4 separate regions of the Sus scrofa genome follow, and all the other regions are linked to region 1. Evidence: chromatin contacts called from public Hi-C and HiChIP or PLAC-seq data. All regions are on one chromosome and are shown on one strand. The core of a region is the stretch at or near the end of the contact, and the rest is flanking DNA. Distances in the headings are between cores, read along the strand shown.

What was found. Hi-C and Micro-C count contacts between places; a contact is called where the count stands out from the background. HiChIP or PLAC-seq counts read pairs in DNA pulled down with a chosen protein or histone mark.
Region 2: an H3K27ac HiChIP or PLAC-seq map of skeletal muscle shows a contact between it and region 1. The contact joins two enhancer-like sites. A contact is called at or near these places in 2 of 5 promoter capture datasets (fetal liver and liver), 4 of 47 Hi-C or Micro-C datasets (fetal skeletal muscle, psoas muscle and skeletal muscle) and 1 of 2 datasets of contacts at active chromatin or transcription factors (skeletal muscle).
Region 3: an H3K27ac HiChIP or PLAC-seq map of skeletal muscle shows a contact between it and region 1. The contact joins two enhancer-like sites. A contact is called at or near these places in 1 of 47 Hi-C or Micro-C datasets (epiblast stem cells) and 1 of 2 datasets of contacts at active chromatin or transcription factors (skeletal muscle).
Region 4: a contact with region 1 is called in a Hi-C map of skeletal muscle, with 4 times the contacts expected there. The contact joins two enhancer-like sites. A contact is called at or near these places in 1 of 47 Hi-C or Micro-C datasets (skeletal muscle) and 1 of 2 datasets of contacts at active chromatin or transcription factors (skeletal muscle).

Annotation. Positions count from the first base shown.
Region 1 is chr2:96,784,996-96,788,786 of Sscrofa11.1, forward strand. No RefSeq gene overlaps it. Among named protein-coding and RNA genes, the nearest start is that of MEF2C, 570 kb to the left of the region's middle. Within about 2 kb of position 2,181, at least 10 of the 83 cell types and tissues checked have an H3K27ac peak or open chromatin away from gene starts, as enhancers often do. A contact at or near this core is called in fetal skeletal muscle and skeletal muscle, where this site is marked.
Region 2 is chr2:96,289,599-96,293,389 of Sscrofa11.1, forward strand. All of the region lies in intron 1 of LOC102159394 (a long non-coding RNA gene), which reads left to right. It also overlaps a transcript of MEF2C not described here. Among named protein-coding and RNA genes, the nearest start is that of MEF2C, 74 kb to the left of the region's middle. Within about 2 kb of position 1,648, at least 2 of the 83 cell types and tissues checked have an H3K27ac peak or open chromatin away from gene starts, as enhancers often do. A contact at or near this core is called in fetal skeletal muscle and skeletal muscle, where this site is marked.
Region 3 is chr2:96,318,900-96,322,690 of Sscrofa11.1, forward strand. The region is part of intron 3 of LOC102159394 (a long non-coding RNA gene); the gene reads left to right. Among named protein-coding and RNA genes, the nearest start is that of MEF2C, 100 kb to the left of the region's middle. Within about 2 kb of position 2,057, at least 2 of the 83 cell types and tissues checked have an H3K27ac peak or open chromatin away from gene starts, as enhancers often do. A contact at or near this core is called in skeletal muscle, where this site is marked.
Region 4 is chr2:97,147,838-97,151,628 of Sscrofa11.1, forward strand. The region is part of intron 3 of LOC110259422 (a long non-coding RNA gene); the gene reads right to left. Among named protein-coding and RNA genes, the nearest start is that of CETN3, 440 kb to the right of the region's middle. Within about 2 kb of position 1,729, at least 1 of the 83 cell types and tissues checked has an H3K27ac peak or open chromatin away from gene starts, as enhancers often do. A contact at or near this core is called in skeletal muscle, where this site is marked.

The DNA of each region.
Region 1 (3,791 bases), core at 931-3,430:
GAGTGTAAGGACTAAAGTTTGGAAAGCCAAGCTTATGATTTATAAACTTCAACTTTTTCTCTTGTAATTGGCAAAATTAATATCTGAGTTACCAATAAAAGGTAGAAAAGCCATCCAAATAGTATGATTTGAGGACTTCAATATTTTCTCAACCACCTTCCACAGAGCCTGAATGTCTCACAGTTCCAGTTAAGGCACTATCCCCAGAAAGTCCCTAGTTGAATGCAAATACCCAGGGTTTCTGATTTACCCCAAATCAATGTACACAATACCTTCTTTCCTGCCACATTTTTCCCACACACCAGTGCCTTGCAGCTGCTAAAATGGGAACTACAGTGAAGACGAACGGGACTTTTTAAAGATTCTGTGATGTAAAAAATTAAAAATAAAAATGGTACCCATTTCATGAGCATTACAGACAGAAAGATCCAGAGGTAACATTTTTGACTGGTATGATCTCACATACTAACTGAAAAGTAAATCTTCAACATATTATCTGAACAATTTAAACTTTGGTTTATTATGTTGTGTTAGGATTCTACAAATTCATGATTTATGCGAGCAACAATTATTCTAACTACACTCAACTTTGGGAGTTTAAGGGATTAACAGTCGCTGACAACTTTCATGAACTAGTGGGAATTCGTACTCTCAGATCATTTTCTATTAACAAAGCCAAGATCACTATTCTAAGAGCCTGACATTTCTGACCAGGAGAAGAGGTGTCTGGGTGGGGAACAGGGATACTGAATGTAACATACGAGGTGAAGATTTGTTTTTATCCCTTTTCTGTGAATTTAAAAACATAGTGACCATTTGTAACATTATTTCTACAGAAAATTCTGTGAACAAATCCCTTGATAGGATGGATATTTGCTTTCATGTTACATAGGATGAGTAATATACTGATATCCACATGACATTATATAGTCCAAAGCACTTTAGGACTCCAGTCTAGAAAAGTTGTAACAACAGATAAAAAGTAAAATCTATGGAATGGCACTTTATAAAATCCCTACGTTCTCAGAGGCACTAAACTTATGCTCCTAGGAACTTTGGAGCAGGATTAAAATCTAGAAAGACAGACTAGAATAATACAAAGAGATGCAGAGGGCAATAGAAAGAAATAGACTCTTACCTGACAAACAGCATCACCATATAAAAACGGCAGAATACAACCTTGCCAGTTTCAGTTTGAGATTCTCCTTGTGTGTGTGTGTGTGTTTAGAACATACTTCAGTTTGTCCAAACATCACATGAAAAAACATTAAAAGGATTCCCCTGCACCTTTAAAATGAAATCATATGTCCCACATTCAGTCAGTTCTCTATTAACCAAAGTGAACTTAAATCTTAGCCTGACTTGTCTGGTTATCCAGCACGTACCTAAATTACCTTACCCTGGTGGTTATGTACTTAATCCTAACTTTAATTATGTGCTAAATATGTTTTTTAAGTAAGAAGAGATTAATTTTCTTTAAGAAAATTCTTATTTTAGAAACAAATATATTGAAGGCAGCTATGCTCACCACCATACCACCAATGCTACTGACTAGAAACAAATATATGAAATATCTCTATTGTTATAGCCCTTTGTATGTATAAATACAAGCAAATATGTAGTATAAGTATATATACAGAGATATTTTACTGTATTTAAGCAAGCTTGGTAGAAAACTTCTTTAACTCTTGTAGGTCATAGCTATAATATATCTAATTATTCTGTGAAGAGTAAACAAAAGGATGCCTATTATGTAAGAATTTTTTTTAATCCTAAGTAAAATTTCCACTATATATAGCAGTTGGATACTTCCACTGGTGGCTGTCTGATACAATTTGTTGGCAGATATGTGGCATCTTCAAAATCTAGAAATCCCGAGGTCAAGATTTCCTATAATCAATGTGCTGTAAGTGCATTTCTGTCTGGGAATTTTTCTTTGCTTCTTAACTGCTTAGGTTGAGAGCCAGGGTGTCCAAAATTACAATTGATACTAGAAACACAATGTCAGAGATGATTTCTCCATTCTGCCTTACTGCTCCATTTAAAATTGTGTTACATTTCTGCTAATAAAAGCCTTTCTAAGGATTCTGTATCACTCTTTTGCAAGGCACATTCACATCCTTCAATGAAAGTTGCTATTATCAGAGCAGTGTGCTCTTACTATTTATTTATTACAACAGCCCTCATGACTGCTTACCCAGGCGAGCACTAGAAATATCTAACTCATTACCACTACATAAAATAGCATGGGGTATTTTCAGAATGAAAGAGATCAGAGCATGACAAATTCTAAAGCTGCCCGTGTCCCTGTTTCTAAAGAAAAAGATTGCTGTTCAACAAGCACTAGTAACTTTAACTATCGAAGTGGATATATTAGACTCTTAGAGAAAACACTGCCCAGACAAAATCTTATTGGTAATACCTATTTGCTACTCTTTTTTTCATTTAAAGTCTGAACACCCTTGGATTTTCCCAGACCAGCCAGTGAAAGAAAACTGACCCAGATGGAGTCAGAAACTGAAAATGCCTATTGACTTATTCAGCTGGAAGTTGATCCTGGTTGCTATTTAAATCTACTGCTTTAAGTGTCAGCAGACATGCTGCATTCCTTATAATGGTTCAGAGGGCAGACATTTGGGTCAAAATATTCTTACCCATTCTGTATCTATTGTGAGCTTTACAATGTTTACAAACAGCTGTTACAATAACCCAAAGATCCAAAGAAAAATGTGACACATCCAAGAATCTGACAGTTAAAACCAAGCATTTGTTCAGATAGCACCTTGTGGTTTGAGGTAACAAGACCCATGATGATAATGGTATTTGTCACATTCAGAGCAGCTGTATTCATGAGCGAGTGGAAGTGACTACCATCTTACACACCCAGTTACTACTTTGAACCCAGCTCTATATTTTGGCTGCCTTGGCAACAGCACAGCAATAACAACTGGAGCCATAATGGCGATGTCAATCCAAGGACATTTTGGGATATAAAGCAAAGAGCCCTGACTTTCAACAGAGAAAGAAAGAACATACAAAATAAATGGAAAAAAAAACAAAAAACAAAACAAAAACCAAAAACCCATAGCTCTGCTATACTGTGTACAATGAGACTTAGGGACTAGACTCCATGTTATTTATTGTAAAGTTAAGTTTTTACAAGTCCAATAATTTTCCAGTGGCTTGTCTTTTATGGAAAAAAGGAAAGGGAAATGGATCTCAATAAGTAGGGAGCTATTTTTGTTTTCTACAACAAGACTATAAAGGATAAATTACACCTTAATTGTGACCACATTCATCAATATAGGTTCCACAGAACTATAAACAACAATAGAAATGGACAAAATCGTTCAGCCTTCTCACTGGTTGGTTTGTTTCATGTGATTGGTCACTAGTATCTCTTCTTTTGGTCACATGGTAAAATTGCATTTCCCTGTCCTCATGACATGAAAAACATTTATGTTCTTATGACTTGCTTTGGTTAATGAAATGTGAGGATAAGTAACAGGTGTCATTTCAAGATGGAATCTTTACAAGTTCAGTTTGCTGTTGTTCCCTACTTGTGCCAGGGAAACTAGCAATTTTCCAAATGGTAGAAGCTTCATCTGCCTGGAGTGACAAGACAGAACAGAGTACCCAGTTGTCTTGTAAGGAACATTTAATACTAGCAAGAAGCACCCTTTTGTTATGCTAATCAAATGCAATATTGGAGCTTATCTCAGTATAAACTATCCTGTCCTGGTTATCCTCAGAGTGTAATTTATAGAAATTCAAAGAATACCATTTTTTAT
Region 2 (3,791 bases), core at 398-2,897, 500 kb before region 1:
ACAGGTTATTAACAATCAGTTTTGCTTTGGGAAAGCTCCATTTTTCTGTTTCAGAATCATAGGATTTCATTAATAATATTTTTCTATTTATCTGAATCACTTCAAAATAAAATACTACTAACAAAGGAGCTTATTTCTAAACAATTAATGGTGTATGCTATAGACAGTATGGTCATAGAAAAGTTTCTATGATTATTTTTGTTATTAATCACTATAATTACTCTTTGATTACAATGATGATTAACTCACAGAGAATAAAGCGTGTGCTTATCTTTTTGATCTTCTATTTGCAAAGGATTTGTGTTCTTCCATCCACACATTCTCACCTCACCCTTACATAGCTGTGAGATTGTAGTTTATGAAGTCTATAGCCACAAAGTGACTCACACTGGAGAATAAAAGCCTGTGGTTTCCCTTACATTATCCCTAAGCTGCAACCTTTAAACTCCTTAGGTCAGTGATGATTAATTAAGTATTCTAAAACGTGAATGTGCATGCATACATACTTCTCATAATAAACACTTGTCTGTGCTCCTTTTTCATGACTTTCCCAAAGAGTCATTCAAGCCATTTTTCATATTTCAAGCTATACTATTTAGTGCTTGAAACTCAAGTAGAGCTTGACAATGATTTTTGGCTTGTCACTAGTACTGGGTGAGTCTTATCATTTGCCAATCCACATAAAATTAATTAAAATAAATGAACTACCTAAGCATGATTTTATCAGAAAGTAAATAACAGTGGACATAGAACATCCATATGTATCCATATGTTCACTTTGATTTTTCAGGACCTTAGATCCCTAAGTGCTGGTTGTCTGCTACTAGCAGGAGCAGGAGAACTGACCCTCTAAAAGAAGAGAAAGCTCTAGTGAGGATGGAACAATCCAGCACAGGGAACACTTCATCAGAGTGCCTCAGATTCAGATTCCTGGGCCTCGCCTCAGGGCCATTGAGCCACAATTGCAGGAATCTGCATTTTAACTAGCTTCTCTGTTGTTTCTTATGTATGTTTTGTTTGCAAGCCACTGCCTTAGTGCAGGGGTAAGCACAAAATCTGCAAAGTCCTAATTCTGTAACTCTACCTTTTCTCCATTATTCATTCCTGTTCTCCCAACTCAACAAGCTTTGTGGAACTTGTAAGTTAGTGAATGCCTTTCCAAACAGTAAGAATGAGAGTTCAGAATGGCACGAATTTTTCCATTGCTGGTCTTGGTTCATATTTTAAGACATACCACATGTATTCTGCCCATTGTAGTTGGAAAAGTGATAATGTAGGGACCCAATTCTCTTAAATTTCTGTACACTTCTTCATCTTCACTTCTCTAAGGAGTAGTGCTTATTTTTTCTTGGGTGGAATATGCTCCTTGGATCTCAGAATCCCAGCCTGTAAAATAGGCTCTGGATCCAGGAACCTCTACCTTAGTGACAGTTGGCCCACAAACACGTGCACTCAGTGATTGCTGGCTGCGGTGAGCCTAGGAGCCCTGCAGCCAGGACTAGCATTGTTCTTGATCACTTAGGATATGTGGCTTTTCATGAAAGAGTCTTTCAGTCAATACCAGTGTTCCTTATGACCTTGCAATTACCTCTATCTGCTGAGCAGTCACGAGGGGCCTTCACAACACTGGCATCCCAGGCAACACGGTGATCCACATTCCCAGCCTTTAACCTCTCTCCATACCCAGCTGCTGCCACTAACCTCTCTTGGATCCAGATATTTTTAACACCTCACATTAGGGGTTCTCTGCTGTGCCCAATTCTTGTTCCAGTGTTTCTTTGACATGAACAAATATATTCACGTGCTGGCTCACAGCAGTGAGTGTAGTGAAGGTTTTTTTCATTAAAAATTTTTCTCCTATTTTATAAAACCAAAAACATTAAATAACCATGAAGTCCTTTGTGTCAGCTTAGGCTTATAGAGCACTGAAAAGTTCAAAGCTATGTGTGGTAATATCATTTTGAGGGTAAGAGCTTTCTTGTTTTGTAACCAGGGTGCCCAAGTGGGAAAAATATGGCCAGCTGGTCTGTAGTGTATTACAAAGTGATTTTGTTTTGCTCTCTAATTTCATAGGTTAATATTGGTGTTTTAATTATTCGAAATGCTGATGTGATAGTCTACTTAGAGCAGTAGGGAGAGGCAGGGTATGCCTTTGCAGACAGGAACCCACCAATATGGCCCAGAGTCCTCTTGGGATTTCAAAGGCGGCAGAGGAAACTCCTTCTACTGGGTAACGAAAACTTCCTTTTCTATGATTTACACACAGCCCAGTAAAGAGTCTCATCCATTCAGGAGCCTCACAGAGGTTGCATGACTTGTTTCCAGTTATAAAATTACTAAGCAGTGAAAAGGAGACTACAGCCAAGCTGCCTACTTCTGCTCTGGTGTTCTTTGGACAGCAGTCAGTCTTCAACGCTAAGGAGAAAGCATTCATGATCCTTCAAAGGCAGATGAGGGACAAGTCATTGACCTTCACTAACACCCCTTTGAGATGCAGAGAAGTGACTGAATTTATTTGAAAGTCTTGTAATTTTTCATATTTTGCTTTGACACCTCTGTCTTTCCCAGTTGTTAGAAATGGATATTATTTACTGATTATTTTGCTTGCAATTGATTTGCATACTGTTATTTCATATTGTTAAATGGTTTGCTGATTAATGACTAATGTTGATTTGGACTAAATGTAATAGAAATTTATTTGTAAATTTAGATATATAATTTAGCTGCTAAATGGTATCATGGAGCTGTTGGAGGTGATTTTAGACTAATTCCTTGCAGGGAAACTCTGCCCATAATTTCCTCCCCTATCCTATATTAATGTTTTAAGCTCCCCTCTCTTTCTTTTTTTTTAAAAAAATTCATTTGCATGTCTGGATTTTTTTTTTTTTTGTCTTTTTGTCTTTTCTTGGGCCGCACCCGCAGGCATATGGAAGTTCCCAGGCTAGGGGTCTAATTGGAGCCGTTGCCAGCGGCCACAGCAACGCTAGATCCAAGCTGCGTCTGTGACCTACACCACAGCTCACGGCAACGCGGGATCCTTAACCCACTGAGCAAGGCCAGGGATTGAACCTGCAACCTCATGGTTCCTAGTCGGATTCGTTAACCACTGAGCCACGATGGGAACCCCTGCATGTCTGGATTTTAAAGTGAACATTCTCACAGGCAAATATTGCTCCAAAGCCCAGGGTTAACATAAATTATTTTAAATTCAGAATGTGGTAGATATCTACTAAACAATTTCTTTTCTGAAGGGTCAGAAAAAATTAAATATTAATTTGAATATATTTTCATGACCTTGATTGAATCTGTATGTTGTGCACCATTATCAAGTTATAGCAATATAAAGTATTTATTATATTATTAATCATTATTTGAATAAATACCAGATACTTTTATTAATACAGGATTATTGGGTTATAGAATTTCTGAGCTGTTAGGAAACACTTGCTGATGAAGACTCTGGGGTCCAGAGAGGTTTAGTAATGAACACACATACACTCACAAGCTAGCTGTTGAGTCAGTAATATGAACTTTTTAATATATTCTGCACTTGGGTATTATACTTGTGCTTATGCCTTGGTATATTTGGTATTTTTAATTATTCCATAATATTTCAAAAAAATTTTCAACCTGAGGTTTTCATTTTTGCATTCAACTTCTAAACACATATGCTTCCATTGATTACTTTTTATTTCTTCTTCATATACACCATAAATATTTTCAGCTTAGAAGTCAGTTTCAATGGTAAAGAGAATCTAAAAAAGAATTTATACCGTAGATATTTTAATGTA
Region 3 (3,791 bases), core at 807-3,306, 470 kb before region 1:
AATGAGGACTTCAAAGGTTTTTTTTTTTGCTGCAGCCAACTTCCAGCCTGCCAGATATTAAATTCAAGCTGCTCTGGAGAAAGGATAGGGGAAGGAAGGGGGGTGTGGTTACAGGGTAGCTTAAGTTGCAGAGCACACTTAGGGAGGAGATTGAGAGGGCAAGGGGAAGAGAGACAGCGAAAGAGAGGTAAAGAGGGGAGAAGGGAGGGAGAGATGGAGAGAATGAAAATGAATGTGAAATAGTCTGGAGGGGAAAAGCCAGAAAGGATCATGGTATGCAAAGGAGGTTTTCAGAACTTAAAGAAATGGAACAGTGGGGATATAAGATGAGGTTTCCTACCCAAGCATTTCCTACCCATGAGCAGGTTAATTAGTGAAAAATATTAGCTAAAAAATTCTTTTAGGAAAACTTAAAGATGAAAAGACACTTGAACTAGAAAGGGTGGTTGCTTTCATAAAACTCCTCATTTTCCACTCTAGATCCCCGTTTTCCTGTGAACACCTTTAAGTTGGACTAAAAAAAAGTAATTGAATTTCAACCACATGTGTAACTTTCAATTTTAACTGTTTTTATAAATAGAGGATAAACTAGATGTTTAAAATAAATTTTGGTACAGAGGTCCTGCCTTTTTACCTCTACATTATTATCTTTGACACTCAGCTAAGCTCTAGTCTGGAAGTATCAAAGCCCAGCTAGAAGGTGGAAGAAGGGTACCAGACCCATGGAATGTGTCTTTTAGAAATAGTGGCCATTCAGAAAAGGAAGCTGTTGATATTATCCCAAGTGTAGGATTACATGAAGATAAACTGCTATTGGGTGGGAAAAGACTGATACCTTAAGCATTTCAGAGTAGTTTTTTAAACCATAGAACACATTGAGCCTTTCCCTGTAAGATTTTTAACTAGCAACCAGCAAAAAAAATAAAAAAAATAAAAAAAATAAAGGAAAAAGGAAAGAGTGAGGGATATCTGGGGAATGAAAGAGGAAATAGCAAACCTACACCACAGCTCATGGCAATGCCAGATCCTTAACCCTCTGAGCAAGGCCAGGGATTGAACCCGCAACCTCATGGTTCCTAGTTGGATTCGTTAACCACTGAGCCACGATGGGAACTCCTACCATATAAATTTTTATATAATATTGAATAGATTTCCTTGTGCTCTCCAGTAGTTCCCTGTTGATTATTTTATATATAGTATTGTGTGTATATTAATCCCAAACATAATTTATTTCCCCCCCATGCACCTTTCTCCTTTGGTAACTGTATGTTTGTTTTCTATGTTGTGAGTTAAAACAGAAATATTTTACAGAACATTATGGATGTACTGGGTTAAATATAAATTTATTAAGATTATTTCATCTGTTTCCATTTACTTTTTCTTTTTTGGTTTTTTTGTTTGTTTGTTTGTTTGTTTGGCTTGCCTATGCCATGTGGAAGTTCCTGGGCCATGAATTGAATCCATACCACAGTGTCAACCTAGGCCTCTGCAGTGATTGCCAGGTCTTTAACTCATTGCACCACAAGGGAACTCCTCTACTTACTTTTTAATATGGGTACTGGAAAATTTAAAATTACCTATGTGACTTGCATTTATGGCTTGTGTTATATTTCTATTGCTGCTCTAGGCACCTCATCCAGTACTTTTCCAGAAAAATAAAGGGAAGGAAAACAGGAGGGAGAACTGGGTATCATGGAATTTGAAGCATTCTTTCTTTAACTGTCTCTGTTTTGTTCATTTCAATTCAATTCAATTAAAAAAGCTATTGAATAGCTAATATTTATGAAGATGGTTCTAGGCAATATGTTCAGCATCTTTTGAGGAGGGGGGAAAAGGATCATAACAGGGTGAGAGGATGTCTTTTCTGGACTTTTCTAACCAGATCCACATGAGAGGAAGCCCAGAAAAGATTCCCTCATTAGATCTGTTCTGACGGAACTGTTAAGTCGTGCAAATGGGCAGAACCTGAGATTTTCCTGTCTGGGTGGCTACACTGATCTCACACACCCAAGGGCATTTCAGAGCAGGTGCAGGAAGGGAGGCTGTGCTGTCTGTCATGCGGCCTGTCCAAGCGGATTCCACCCACACGGGGGAAGACCTTGGCCGAGGACAAACGTGTGAAGCACATTAAGGAAGAGCGGTATGAAAAACACAGCTCAGAGTAGGAGTGAAGGAAATGTTGAGAAACTAATGAACCATAAGATCTCTGTAATCGTCTCTTAATAGGCACATTGTTGAATAACACCGGTGTGTGTGCTAGGTTAGCTGTAACTTGCTACATCCGTTTTCAAGAGCTGCATGGCAGTGCGCACCTAATTCTTTGGAGGAGAGGACTGAACTCACTGTTGTCACTTCAAGCACACCCTAGTAATTATTGCCACAGATCCCAGTCTCAGAAAATATTAATATTTTTACAGTAACAGTTTTCAAAACCTGGAGTGCAACAAAAGAAAATTGAACTACTATTGCAGTTTTTCAAGGTTTGAGTGGAAGGGGGGAAATCGACTTGTGTTTTTTTTTTTTTTTTTTTTAACGAAATTCCACTTTTAAAATTCTGGATCTATTTGAAATCTGTCATTTAAAAATTAATAACTGTTTTCCTTTAACGCAGTCTGTGTAAAGAAACCGAATCCACTTCTGAACAGTTCTCCTGCCTTCCCAGATACATGGAAATTCACTACTGTTGCTGACAAACAAAATGCCACAAGATTTGTCATACAAATCACATTATAAGAGGTTCCAAAAACTTGACAACGTTGACAGTTGTTTTCAGCAAATGGCTGCTTTACTCTGTACTGTCAATGTTGATGTCCTTGTGCACATGTAAAAGAGCAATGTGATTAAGGCAAGCTTGTCCACGCTATATCTGAGCCAAGTTTTCCGTCTCCGCGTGGCACTGAAAGATTGCTCAGCTGTTGCAGATAAGGCAGGAATAGCTAGCAGATTTCTGCCATTTAAAAAAAAAAGAAAAAAAAAAACGTTCTCTGGGCATGCATTTCTGTAGGAATTTACCAACATCTGCTGCTGACCTAAAGTTTTCAGTAGAAGTGGCATATTTAATTTGTATAAGTAATTCACAACGGCATTGGTCAAGCCCTATTTCCTTTGAAGATGATGGGTTGCATTCACCAGGAAGAAATGAGTTGAAGTTTAATAACATTTATATTCCCTAAATTGTCATTGTAGTTTCAGGCCTCATACTTTTTTTTGGCTCATCTTACATTTATTTTCTTCATGTTCTCTAAATTATATTTCGGCAGGGAAACTTTTTAGAAAGAAGAATAAAGAGCTGAGAGATTTTGGTGATTCCACAGAAGGCCTACACTTCACACTTATCTTTTTTTTATAGGCTCTCTGAAAATGTTTGATTTTTGGAAGCTAATTTATTCTGGGAGAATTTTGTAGTTGAATTTTAGTGTGATTTAAAATTATCATATGTGTTATCCTCAAAAGAACATATAGGATTTAGGTATTTCCCATTGTCAGGATAACTTCTGACTTGGGACAGGATTTATTTACCATTTTATTTACCGCTGCTCATTTTTGAAATTTATTCCGTTTGTTTATATTATTTTAATTTAGTTTCTTTTGAAATATGAATGCTCTTCAGGTAAAACTACAAAAAACTTAACTTAGTCCTGGCAATTCAAACCTGTCTTGTAATGCATTTGTTATTTGATTCATCTATTCTTATTCTTGGTCACCTTCTAGTACAGCTGCATGCTTTAACTGTCTGACTGGTCTTTGAAAATCTTAAGCCACATTCTTTGGAACAGTTGCTTCATGTTGGT
Region 4 (3,791 bases), core at 479-2,978, 360 kb after region 1:
TTAACACACTGAGCAGGGACAGGAATCAAACCTGCATCCTTATGGATACTGCAGGGTTTGTTACCACTGAGCCACAACCAGAAGTCCCTCCATGTATATTTAATCATGTAGTATATAGTCTTTTTTTCTGGCTTCTTTCACTTAGTATAACCTCTGTTGTTTCAAGCATCAGTAGTAGTTTGTTAATTTTTATTCCTGAATTGTGTTCTATTATATGGATATACCACATTTTCTTTATTCTGTTCCCTGCTGATAGACATTTGGATTGGTTCCAATTTGGGACTATTATTCATAATGCTGCTATAAATATTGATCAACAGATATTTATATGAACACAAATTTGTGGTAGATCCTACGAGTGAAATTGCTTGGTCGAATGGCACTCTACGACTAACTTTTAAAGAAGTCCCTTTGTTTGAGTCCTATGTTTTTAAGTCCTTGCTCATAGACCAGTTTTGGAGGATAATAATGATGAGAGGATGAAACATGCAGCCATTCTCTTTCCAAACTGACACTGTAATATCACAAGGAATTTGGATATGAAAATAACTACTATTGCTATTCACAAATGAGAAAGTTCAAGAGAGTGAGAGCAAAGTGAGCAATTTATGAAGGGCTCATGTGAACGTTACCTAAATAATTTTTAATGACGCTCACAGTTCATTATATTAACATAGGGTGTGTCATAGGAGAAAAGGTCTACTCTAAGTACTAGAATTAAGGTGGTGTATAGCTCTACCCAGCTTGGAAAAGTCCTTTGTGTTAATCAGAAATATACATCTACCATGAGATCAAAGTATAAGATTCTCTATTCTATAAATAATGTTTCCATGACATTAAGTTATTTCTATCTGCCCATCGTTTACAAGTGAAAAACAGACTTGCCCATGGGATCTTTGGATCTCAGGAATTTGGGGGTAAATGAAAAGCTAAATGGGCCTGTTCACAGAGGGTGGCAAAACTGATGAAGACAATGTGCAATGACTTTCTATATGAGGCAGAAACATGCACAACGCATAAAGAGAAAGAAACTAAAAATATCTGATGTTGTTATAAAGGAAAGCAGAGCCAAAAGCAATTTGTCTGTGCTTCTTTTCCATCTGTGTGGCTCCTTCAGTTAAACAGCCAATGTAGTCAAATCTGATTTGCTTTCCTGTTACAAAAGTTGTGGCTTAACTAGGAGCTAGGCTGGAATGTCTAGATAAAGACATCTTTACATAAATACTGTATATATATATATATATATATATATATATATATATATTACAAATATGGTTTCTACATGTGATTTTTGTACACATACCCTTTCTTCCCATCTTCAGGTAATATATTAGCTGATGAAAAATATTTAAAGGGAAGACTTCCTTCTAAGGCTGAGAGAATTGTTCTTTCTCCTCAACTTGACTATAACATTAGAAAAGCTGCAAAGAAAATTATTACCCTGTTTTCAAATCAGAAAAGAAAGTTGTTATTTCCTATATTGTCAGGACTGGGGGAAATAAACTGAACACTAAAAAAATCCCCAGGAAGGTAGGAGGTATATATACTGCAGTCCTTGTCCATCAGACTGAGGACTAAAAGGCTAAGTGATTTGTCGAACATTATTAAGTGCTTCCCATGAGGAGTCAAACATAACATCCAGACAGTCTTTCCTCAGACTAGTGCTCTAACCGGCTGACCACTCTAGCTGTAAACATTTGCCCTGGCTGGGTTTTCCCACTCCTGGATGATTGTCTGCCTGGCAACAAGATGACAGAAGCACTAAGCCAAAATATCCTTATGTGGGCATAGCTGCCTCTCCATGGCAGAGCCAATTTGGATCCCATCCATTGGCAGGGATGTCCCAGAAGCAGCCAATTTTAGTTCAGCCTCTTTAAAACTCTGGATTGTAAACAAACAGTAGGATTTTCCACAATGGAAGGGAGAATAATGAGATGAAGGATGCAGAAGAGAGGGAGTAGGTGAGGCTGGCACATATTTCACCACAGATATTAATGAGCTGAAAACCTTCAGAGGCCCTACTGATAAGGCCCCAGATCTCCTAAGTTTTAGTCTGTGAGGGCGTGCAGCTCTTTCCTTCTTTTCCCTTCTACACATTTTTTTTTTCTTTTTAAGGCTGCACCCATGGCATATGGAAGTTCCCAGGCTAGGGGTCAAATTGGAGCTGCAGCCCCTGGCCTATGCCACAGCCAGAGCAATGCCAGAATGGAGCTGTGTTCACAGCTTTGCAGCAACACAGGATCCTTAGCCCACTGTGCGAGGCCAGAGATGAAGCCCACATCCTCACAGACATTGTGGTGGGATCTTAGCCCACTGAGCCACAATAGGAACTCCTCTTTTCTACACTTTTAAATTTCCATACCATTGCTTGTTTTTTGTTCCTTTTTTTTAAGTCTTCTTTTCCCTATGATTTTTATTTTTTCCATTATACTTGATTTACAGTGTTCTGTCAATTTCTACTGTACAGCAAAGTGGCCCAGTCATATGTGTGTGTGTATACATTTTTTTTCTCATATTATCCTCTGTGATATGATGGAGTAAAAGAGAAGGGCCCTCAGAGTCAGATGGCCAAATTAGGCCATCATTACCAACTAGTTTGCTGTTCATCCTAAGGCAATGCACTTGACTTCTCTTAGACTTGGTTTCCTCTTGGTGAAATGGAAATAATAACAATTACTTTACAGAATTGGCACATAAACTAACAAGTGCCAGCATGTAATGCAATAGCTATTATAATTGTTGTTATTTATATTACTAAGAGTAGTATGCTGCTGATCAAAATAATGTGAAATTACTGATGACCAACTCACAACACAGATATAAAAAAAAAAAAAAATCCTTTCAATTTGGTGTCAATGAGGTACTGTGGCCAGTAATATCATCTTGTCTTAAAATTTAATTCAGTGGGCACTGCCAATTACAAGGTAAAAAATACTCTCCATTAATGGAGAAAATATAAATGAATTAAATATTAATTTGAAATATATTTGTATTTTATTGATTTACATGTATTTAGAAAAAAACACAGTACATTTTCATGTTAGAAATATTTATTCAGATTACAAAAAAAGGCTTGTTCACATATGGATTGGTGGTCCCCATCCAATAACTCCGTCACTCCTCATGGTCCCTTGGCACCCAGGCTAGGAATCACCAGTGTTGGTTAAGGTCAAAATAGACAGGGGAACCTTACACTTACTACTCTGCTTGCCAAGTGGAAATGTTAACCTGCTCTTTCCCAGGATTTTAGAAAAGCATTTAAAGATATTTCACAAGATAAATGGAAAGGGGATAAACACAAGGCCTTAAGAAAAATATACTTCTGGTACATTTATTAAGCACTTGGATCTGATGCATGACGCCTGCTTAAAACTCAAAGAATTATCACAGGCTTTGCCGAGGAAGAAAAGACAAGAATTATGACTGCACACAGGCTCATACTTCAACAAGTCAATGTTTTTAAATCAATGAAAAACAATCCAGTGATTGTGTTTTCTTCAAAGAGAAAGCAATGTAAGATAACATACAGTATTTCAAGCTGTTCAAATTACTGATGTCAGGGGGGCAAGATATATATCCATTAAAACCGAATAGTTGTTTCAAAGTATGTTGGCCAACAGAGATAAAGAGTGTCTCTCTGAAGCGAATATAAAATTATTTATTTAGAATGTTGGGCTCTATTAACACTTTCAACTAAAAGTACCTCTCACTTATTTTAGGAATCTTCATTTTGTACTTTTATCCAGAATTTCTTGTTAGCCCACCCAACTCATTTGCCACCTCAATAAAGA